2 separate regions of the Bos taurus genome follow, and region 2 is linked to region 1. Evidence: chromatin contacts called from public Hi-C data. All regions are on one chromosome and are shown on one strand. Each heading gives the region's core, a stretch centred on a gene start, on an enhancer-like site or on the middle of the called end of the contact. The rest is flanking DNA. Distances are from core to core; before and after follow the strand shown.

Region 1 (4,355 bases), core at 772-3,271:
TTGGCAAAGTAATGTCTCTGCTTTTTAATATGCTGTCTAGGTTGGTCATAACTTTCCTTCTAAGGAGCTGCTGCTGCTAAGTCGCTTCAGTCGTGTCCGACTCTGTGCGACCCCATAGACGGCAGCCCACCAGGCTCTGCCGTCCCTGGGATTCTCCAGGCAAGAACACTGGAGTGGGTTGCCATTGCCTTCTCCATTGTGTGAAAGTGAAGTCGCTCAGTCGCATCCAACTTGTAGCGACCCCATGGACTGCAGCCTACCAGGCTCCTCCATCCATGGGATTTTCTAGGCAAGAGTACTGGAGTGGCTTGCCATTGCCTTCTCCGTTCTAAGGAGCAAGCATCTTTTAATTTCATGGCTGCAGTCACCATCTACAGTGATTTTGGAGCCCAGAAAAATAAAGTCAGCCACTGTGTCCACTGTTTCCCCATCTATTTGCCATGAAGTGATGGGACTGGATGCCATGATCTTCGTTTTCTGAATGTTGAGCTTTAAGCCAACTTTTTCATTCTTTCACTTTCATCAAGAGGCTCTTTAGTTCTTCTTCACTTTCTGCCATAAGGGTGGTGTCATCTGCATATCTGAGGTTATTGATATTTCTCCTGGCAATCTTCATTCCAGACTGTGCTTCCTCCAGCCCAGCGTTTCTCATGATGTACTCTCCATAGAAGTTAAATAAGCATGGTGACAATTTACAGCCTTGATGTACTCCTTTTCCTATTTGGAACCAGTCTGTTGTTCCATGCTCAGTTCTAACTGTTGCTTCCTGACCTGCATACAGATTTCTCAAGAGGCAGGTCAGGTGGTATTCCCATCTCTTTCAGAATTTTCCACAGTTTATTGTGATCCACACAGTCACAGGCTTTGGCATAGTCAATAAAGCAGAAATAGATGTTTTTTCTGGAACTCTCTTGCTTTTTCGCTGATCCAGCAGATGTTGGCAATTTGATCTCTGGTCCCTCTGCCTTTTCTAAAACCAGCTTGAACATCTGGAAGTTCACGGTTCACATATTGCTGAAGCCTGGCTTGGAGAATTTTGAGCATTACTTTACTAGTGTGTGAGATGAGTGCAACTGTGCAGTAGTTTGAGCATTCTTTGGTATTACCTTTATTTGGGATTCGAATGAACACTGACCTTTTCCAGTTCTGTGGTAATCATCTAACCGAGGGCAATAAATTGAATAGAAGGAAAGCAAGTCAGGGATAAGAAGATGGCTACAACATAGCATTAGTATCTAAAACGCATAAAGAACATCAATAATCCTGAGAAAAAGACAACTGTGTGTGTTTGTATACCTAGATCAGATAAACATGCACACTTACATGACTGCAAAAATCAGTGTATGCTCATACGTACATGTAAACCGAATGTCAATAGTCACCTGTGAGTAAAGGAAATGGTGATTTTTATTAGTTCCCCCCCCCTTGCAATAACTACGTATATTACTTTTATTGCCTGAACAACAAACTTTAGTGGAGTGAGAGTGTGAAGGGCAATGGAGTGCATGTTAGAATCTTTAGCTCTCCAAACTTTCCTTCTGTCCTCCCCTCAGAGTTGTTCTAGGAGGTTCTCATTATAGAACCTTCACAAGCATTTCCCAACTAGACTAGACTAAAAAGAAGGAGTACCTACAGCTCAATGATTTCAGGGTCCCTATAACAGAATCCTCTGACATCCATAGAAGTTTAATTTAACAATGTTACTGACTTACAATTCTCTCCCTCCATAAAAAGATTCCAGAGGACCCAGAGTTTCAGAAAGGAAAGTGAGAACTAACAAGAGTGTCTTTTCCACCTTGTGCCCCGGGATTTAGGCTCAGGGTGACACTAACGGGCTGCTTCCCTACAGCCAAGCCGACAAGGACACAAAGAGCCCACCGTTAAAAGGAGCTGCCCAGACATGCAGGAAAACAGTCCCCCCGCCACACACACCGTCTGGCTGCAAGTCTGTGGCGTGCCCCTTGCTCTGCTCTGGGGTGTCCCAACCAGGATGAACCAGTGCGGATGAGAGCCAAGGAAGCGAGGCTGCAGCTGCTAAGGTGGTCACTAGAGGGAGCCAGGAGGCTGCCTGGAAATGCACAGGACTTGCCAGAGAGAGAGAAAGCTTCTGAGCCAAGGTGTGGAGAACACCCAGCTCTTCTCTTGGGATGGGATCAGGGACATTCTAAGGAATCTCGGCAGGAATTAGCTTTTTGATTTAACAGACGGTAGATCACCTCTCTTCCAAAAATCACAGAGGAAAAGGGTCACACGCGCCGAACTCAAACCCTGTAGCAGTCTAAGAAAGATAAATGAGAGCTTTTTCACATATGATAACAAAGATTTTTTTAAACAATCACATTTGTTTGTGATGGCCATCAGTGCATATTTCTGTAAGCTACAGAGAAGAGTGTAAAATGATAAGCTCACCCTGGAGAGGAAACTCTTAAATTATTTATCTCTGACTCAGAGGGGCTGTCTGGGACTTAGCTTAGGGAATGAATCAGAAATATGAATAAATGTTTACTTGGATCCAAACTGGCAGCCTTAGAGGAAATGATCACATAAAGCAGAGTACATGTAAATGTAACATGTAGCCATTTAAAACACCCTTCAAATAAGTGTTTCAGTGGTATGAGAAAATGCTTTACTATAGGAGGGTACTCAAATTATGTTAGTAAGGGACAAACGCAAGCTAGATACCTGCACCTACATTTACAGCACAATTCCATTTTGGTAACCTACACCCACACACACACCACTGATGTTCAAAATGGAAGGCTGCATACTAAAACTAATCGCTTTTAGCACTGGTCGATAGCACTACAGGAAAATTTCACTTTCCATTTTATATTTTTCTTTCAAAAACGTATCTAATGTTATATAGCACTGACAGGCTTATTCAAGGGAAATTTCACTTACCACTTTATACTTTTCAATATTTACAACATTTTTCTATTATTAAATACAGTTCAGTTCAGTCGCTCAGTCGTGTCCGACTCTTTGCAACCTCATGAATCACAGCACGCCAGACCTCCCTGTCCATCACCAACTGCCGGAGTTCACCCAAACTCATGTCCATCGAGTCGGTGATACCATCCAGCCATCTCATCCTCTGTCATCCCCTTCTCCTCCTGCCCCCAATCCCTCCCAGCATCAGGGTCTTTTCCAATGAGTCAACTCTTCGCATGAGGTGGCCAAAGTATTGGAGTTTCAGCTTTAGCATCATTGCTTCCAAAGAAATCCCAGGTCTGATCTCCTTCAGAATGGACTGGTTGGATCTCCTTGCAGTCCAAGGGACTGAAGAGTCTTCTCCAACACCACAGTTCAAAAGCATCAATTCTTCGGCACTCAGCTTTCTTCACAGTCCAACTCTCACATCCATACATGACCACTGGAAAAACCATAGCCTTGACTAGATGGACCTTTGCTGGCAAAGTAATGTCTCTGCTTTTGAATATGCCATCTAGGTTGGTCATAACTTTCCTTCCAAGGAGTAAGTGCGTCTTTTAATGTCATGGCTGCAATCACCATCTACAGTGATTTTGGAGCCCCCAAAATTAAATACAGTAGAAGATGGTATAAGAGAAATTTCACCTTCTGCTTCACACATTTTAAATTTTTCTAGAATCATGTATTCATAATCTGAGAAACAATACTTTCTTCTTAACTTTCAAGTAAAACTCATGTAATAATGTGAAAAGGAAAAAAAAAGTAAGACTCAGTTATGTAATGAAGAAATTTAAAGAAAAAAGACTGGAAAGGAAATCTGTGCAAGAATGACAGGGTCTCTGGGTAGACGTACATGGTATCTGAATGACTGTGGGGGGTGAGGCAGGAATTCACTAGTTGTTTGCTTCTTTATACTCTCCTAAACTTCCCCAAACTTAATAGTGAGCAGGTGTCAGTTTGATGATCATTCTAAAAAGTGCCCAACTGGCCAGACAAATCCTCTCCCTGCCAGGTCCCAGAGCTGAGGAGTCCCATGTCCAGACCCCAGAGGCAGGGGCAGCAGACAAAGGTTGCATCTCTATTTCCTTTATTACCAAAAAAATATAAATAAACAAGGACTTCCCCCACAGACCCAAGAAGGTGGGGCCTTTCTCTGCTCTGAAGGACTCAAACTCTGGTTTTCACGAAAGTTTTAAACGATCCACCCCACCCCCACCCCGAGTTTAGAAACCGACTTCCACACCCATAGTTTGCATTTTCTCAAAGTGAGAGAAGGAAACTAACATCTGTTGATGGCCTCCTGTTGTTTCAAGTGCCGTATTTAGAAGTTTCATACACTAAAAAATAGTTTTTAAAGTGTGTGAATACACTGCCACACGTTACTACATCGTTAGTCCCCCTTCTGTTCCCACCTTCCACGTTCC
Region 2 (4,355 bases), core at 615-3,114, 78 kb after region 1:
AACTCAACCCAAGTTTTCAGATGCCTCAAACCCAATGTCCCCCCTCATCATTCTGAGGTTCAACAAGCTTTCTCAGTGCAGGCCCAGACTATGAATATTTTAGGCTCTGTAGGCCACAGAGTCTCTGTCACAACTACAGAACTCTGCAAAAACCACCACAGAAAATTCACAAATGGCAGTGTTGTGATAAAATTTTATTTATAAAAACAGGTGGAGGGCCAGATTTGGCCCACGGGTCACTGTTTCTCAGCCTTATGCTACTGTCCAGCGGTTTTTGTTTTTTTTTTTTTCTTTTTTTTGGCTCTGGCCCAGAGAGGATCATTGTGACCGACAGTTAGAGCCCAGGGCCACCAGCATAGCAACAGGCTCTTTTTGATCTATGGCTGTCACCCGTCTCCCTTGCCTGGCTCCCGTGGGCCCCACCCCGCCTTATGATAAATAGAAACCTTGGTTCTTCTCACTCCTGCCTCGGGAAATATCCAATGAAAGACTGTTGCATCACATCTCGCTCCCTCACCCTTGTCAACCTTAAAATAAAGCCACAGTGCTCCCTCCAGCAGCAGCTCACTGCCTTCTCACTGTCTCCACATGGCCTTTGCTTGAAGCTCCCTCTCCTGAGGGCCTCCAGTCCTTGGGGTCAGCCCAGCTCTTGACAATCAAGACTTTCAAACACACACACACACACACACACACAATGTTTGCAAGAAGCTCATGTGTTCCAATAAAACCGCGTGACTTACCTTTATTGATTCTGTGGCAGCCCAGGCAGCAAGTCTCAACTGAAAGGCGGAGCAGGAAACCATCCAACTGCTGTCATTTTGTTTCCCTGGCAGAGAAATCCCAGGACTGTCATTTAGGGCTGCTCAGCAGTTTCCAGTTTACAAAATATCCACAGACTATTTTCAGATTTCCCTTCCAGGACACCCACCCCACCCACTAGCCGGCATCACTGTGTCAGTTTTGTAATTAAGGAAATTAAAACCTCTGCTGGGTTAACAAGGTGCTCAAGGTCACTGAGCCCACTTAGGACCAGAATCATTCATGCAAATACTTACTGAGCACCTACTGTGTGCCTGATGGTGTGGGCCTGAGATACAACAGAGGGGAAAACAACTGTAAGTAAATAAAATAAGGCTGCAAGAGTACCTGCCCTCACAAAGCTGACTTTCTGGAGGGAGAGACACATGATAAGATAAATATGAAAACTGTGTGGTTATTAGCTAGGGAGCAGGGCATACTGGGGGTGGAGTGGTGTTTTGTATAGAATGATCTGGGAAGACCTCACAGACTGGGGACCAAAGTGGGTCAGAGATCCAGCAATCTGGGCAAGAGCCTTCTCGGCAGAGAGACTCAAGTCTCGCTTGTGAGGCAGGCGTGTGGCCAGTGTGGCTGGGGAACAGCAAAGAAGCCAGGGTTTCTGGAGCTGAGTGAGCTGGGGGTAGCGTGGAGAGGTGGGGGTGGGAGTGCGTGGACCCACTCTGTGGAGATCTTGTCCTGTTCACTCCAGGTTCACTTTGTTGAGCACCACGGGGCACGGCTTGGCTCATTAGAGGCTGATGGCAGCCGGCGGGGCTGCAGTAGCGGATGTCGGGGAGCTGGACTGTTCGGGGGACCCGGTGCTCCATCCTCACCTGGAATCTGTCCCTGAGCTCCTTCCTGCAGGGAGCAGCCTCCGACTCACATTCCTGGCTCTTGCGCTGAAAGATCGGCATGCAGATAAAAACAAGATGGGATCTGGAAGTGAAGAGCCACCCCCCCCAACCCCCATGCCTAGCTTCTGCTTCTCCCTGACCCCTAAGGTCATCCTCTGGGAAGCTCACGTTTGTCATCACCCCAGACAGGCTCCAGTCCAGACCTCTGACCCCTGCCCCGGTCCAGGGTTGTGCCTTAGCTTGCCTGCCTCACCTGTGACCACAGAGCTCTCAGGGCCAGGACCTGAGAGAGCAGGGACTCCAGCCATGCTGAGTTCTAGGGTCCTCCATCTCACTGCCACTTGCCAGGTTCAGTCTCTGCACAAAGTCAGTGCTCAATACACAGGAGAGCCCCGGCTTATTACTGTGCTTCCATCAACAACACAGATGATTCTCACCACAGGTGGGTGCTGCCAGAGGAGGGGCCCCTGCAGTTGGACAGCTCTGGTGATAGGGTCACTGAGCATAGGTGAGGGTGGGGGCCTCCCTGTGTAACTGTCCACCCTGGCCCCAGCCTCCGGCCCTTCCCTGCCTGGCAGCAATGACTTGGATTAATCCTCAAGACAAAATTGCCCTCCCCACAATGTCCCCAGTTACCTGTGAGGCTCGTCCTTGGGCAAAAACAAATTACCAGTTACTACTCCCCAAAACAGGCTTTTGGCTTGGGTATGTGTGTGTGTTGCATGCTGGTATGTATGGTGTGGGGTGTGTGTGTGTAGTATGTGGTATAATGTGTGTGTGATATATAATGTGGCATATTTGCAATGTGTGGGGGTGCGTGTATGTGTGTGTTGAGGTGTGTGCGTATGTGGTAACTGTGTGTTCTCTACGGTCTGTGTGCCTGATAGGTGGGGGCGTATAAGAGTGTATAGTGTGTGTGTGTTTATGTGTGAAGAATATGTGTGTGGGAGGTGTGTGTATGTTGTGGTGGTGTGTGTATGTGTTGTGTGTGAGGAGTATTGTGTGGGGTGTGTGTATGTTGAGGTGGTGTGTGTTATGTGGTGTGTGTGAGTATTGTGTGGGGTGTGTGTGAGAGGTGGAGTATGTGTATTTATGTTGAGGTGGTGTGTGTGTGTATGTGGGGTGTGTGTGTATGTTGAGGTGGTGTGTGTGTGTGTGAAGTGGTGTGTGTGTGTGTGTGTGTGTGTGTGTGAGAGGTGGTGTATGTGTTTATGTTGAGGTGGTGTGTGTGTGTATGTGGGGGGTGTGTGAATGTTGAGGTGGTGTGTTTGTGTGTGTGAGGTGGTGTGTGTGTGTGTGAGGTGGTGTGTGTGTGTGTGAGGTGGTGTGTGTGTGTGTGAGGTGGGGTGTGTGTATGTGTGTGAGGTGGGGTGTGTGTGTATGTTGAGGTGGTGTGTGTGTGTATGTTGAGGTGGTGTGTGTGTGTATGTTGAGGTGGTGTGTGTGTATGTGGGGTGTGTGTGAGGTGGGGTGTGTGTGTATGTTGAGGTGGTGTGTGTGTATGTGGGGTGTGTGTGAGGTGGGGTGTGTGTGTATGTTGAGGTGGTGTGTGTGTATGTGGGGTGTGTGTGAGGTGGGGTGTGTGTGTATGTTGAGGTGGTGTGTGTGTGTGAGGTGGTGTGTTTGTGTGTGTGTGTGTGTGTGTGTGAGGTGGTGTGTGTGTGTATGTGGGGGTGTGTGTGAATGTTGAGGTGGTGTGTGAGGTGGTGTGTATGTGTGTGAGGTGGGGTGTGTGTTTATGTTGAGGTGGTGTGTGTGTGTATGTGGGATGTGTGTGAGGTGGGGTGTGTGTGTATGTTGAGGTGGTGTGTGTGTGTATGTGGGGTGTGTGTGAGGTGGTATGTGTGTGTGTGTGAGATGGTGTGTTTTGTGTGTGGGTGTGTGAGGTGGTGTGTGTGTGTATGTGGGGTGTGTGTGAGGTGGGGTGTGTGTGTATGTTGAGGGGGTGTGTGTGTGAGGTGGTGTGTGTTTGTGTGAGGTGGTATGTGTGTGTGTGTGAGGTGGTGTGTTTTGTGTGTGTGGGGTGTGTGTGTGTGAGGTGGTGTGTGTGTGTGTGAGGTGGTGTGTTTGTGTATGGGGGGTGTGTGTGTGTGAGGTGGTGTGTGTGTGTGTGAGGTGGTGTGTGTGTGTGTGAGGTGGTGTGTGTGTGTACGTGGGGTGTGTGTGAGGTGGGGTGGGGGTACAAGTGCCCAGGACCAGAGCACAAGGTGAAGTGTTCAGGGCTGTGTCACATTTCTACCCTGAAGAAACAGCCCTGACCCTTCAGAAACAGGAATCTGAAGAATTTCCCAGGTTTCCGGCAGGGCAAGGGGAAACCTGCTTTCTTCTACCTTTTAATTAAAATGCTCCACCTCCTCCAAAACATCAAAATGCTCCAAACTGTCTCCATTAATCAACGTGTGAACATCACGGGGGAAGGAGACTGGGGAGAACTGGAGACCAATGAGCAGAACTCTGGAGTAAAAATCGGCCGTTTATAAGGCAGCACAAAGTAGATCTGTGATTTCAAACATTTCTGGAGTGAGGCCTGGAGTCCAGGACAGAGGGCAGGGCGGCACCGTCAGGCTGGGAGGTGATGAATGAGTTATTTCAGAGCCACAGCCTGCAGCTTTCACAGATTCAGAAGGCACACGGTCCTTGCTCCGGACGGGGGGGTGCCTATAAATCTCTGTGTCAGCAGATAGCTGAGAGATTCAGAAGATA

What was found. A called contact is a pair of places that touch in the nucleus more often than the background predicts.
Region 2: a Hi-C map of liver shows a contact between it and region 1, with 2.7 times the contacts expected there. The contact joins two enhancer-like sites. A contact is called at or near these places in 4 of 11 Hi-C or Micro-C datasets (blastocyst, liver, skeletal muscle and 1 more).

Annotation. Positions count from the first base shown.
Region 1 is chr22:53,650,575-53,654,929 of ARS-UCD2.0, forward strand. The region is part of intron 2 of LIMD1 (LIM domain containing 1); the gene reads right to left. Among named protein-coding and RNA genes, the nearest start is that of TRNAR-ACG, 26 kb to the left of the region's middle. Within about 2 kb of position 2,022, at least 17 of the 102 cell types and tissues checked have an H3K27ac peak or open chromatin away from gene starts, as enhancers often do. A contact at or near this core is called in liver, where this site is marked.
Region 2 is chr22:53,728,332-53,732,686 of ARS-UCD2.0, forward strand. No RefSeq gene overlaps it. Among named protein-coding and RNA genes, the nearest start is that of LIMD1, 23 kb to the left of the region's middle. Within about 2 kb of position 1,865, at least 6 of the 102 cell types and tissues checked have an H3K27ac peak or open chromatin away from gene starts, as enhancers often do. A contact at or near this core is called in liver, where this site is marked.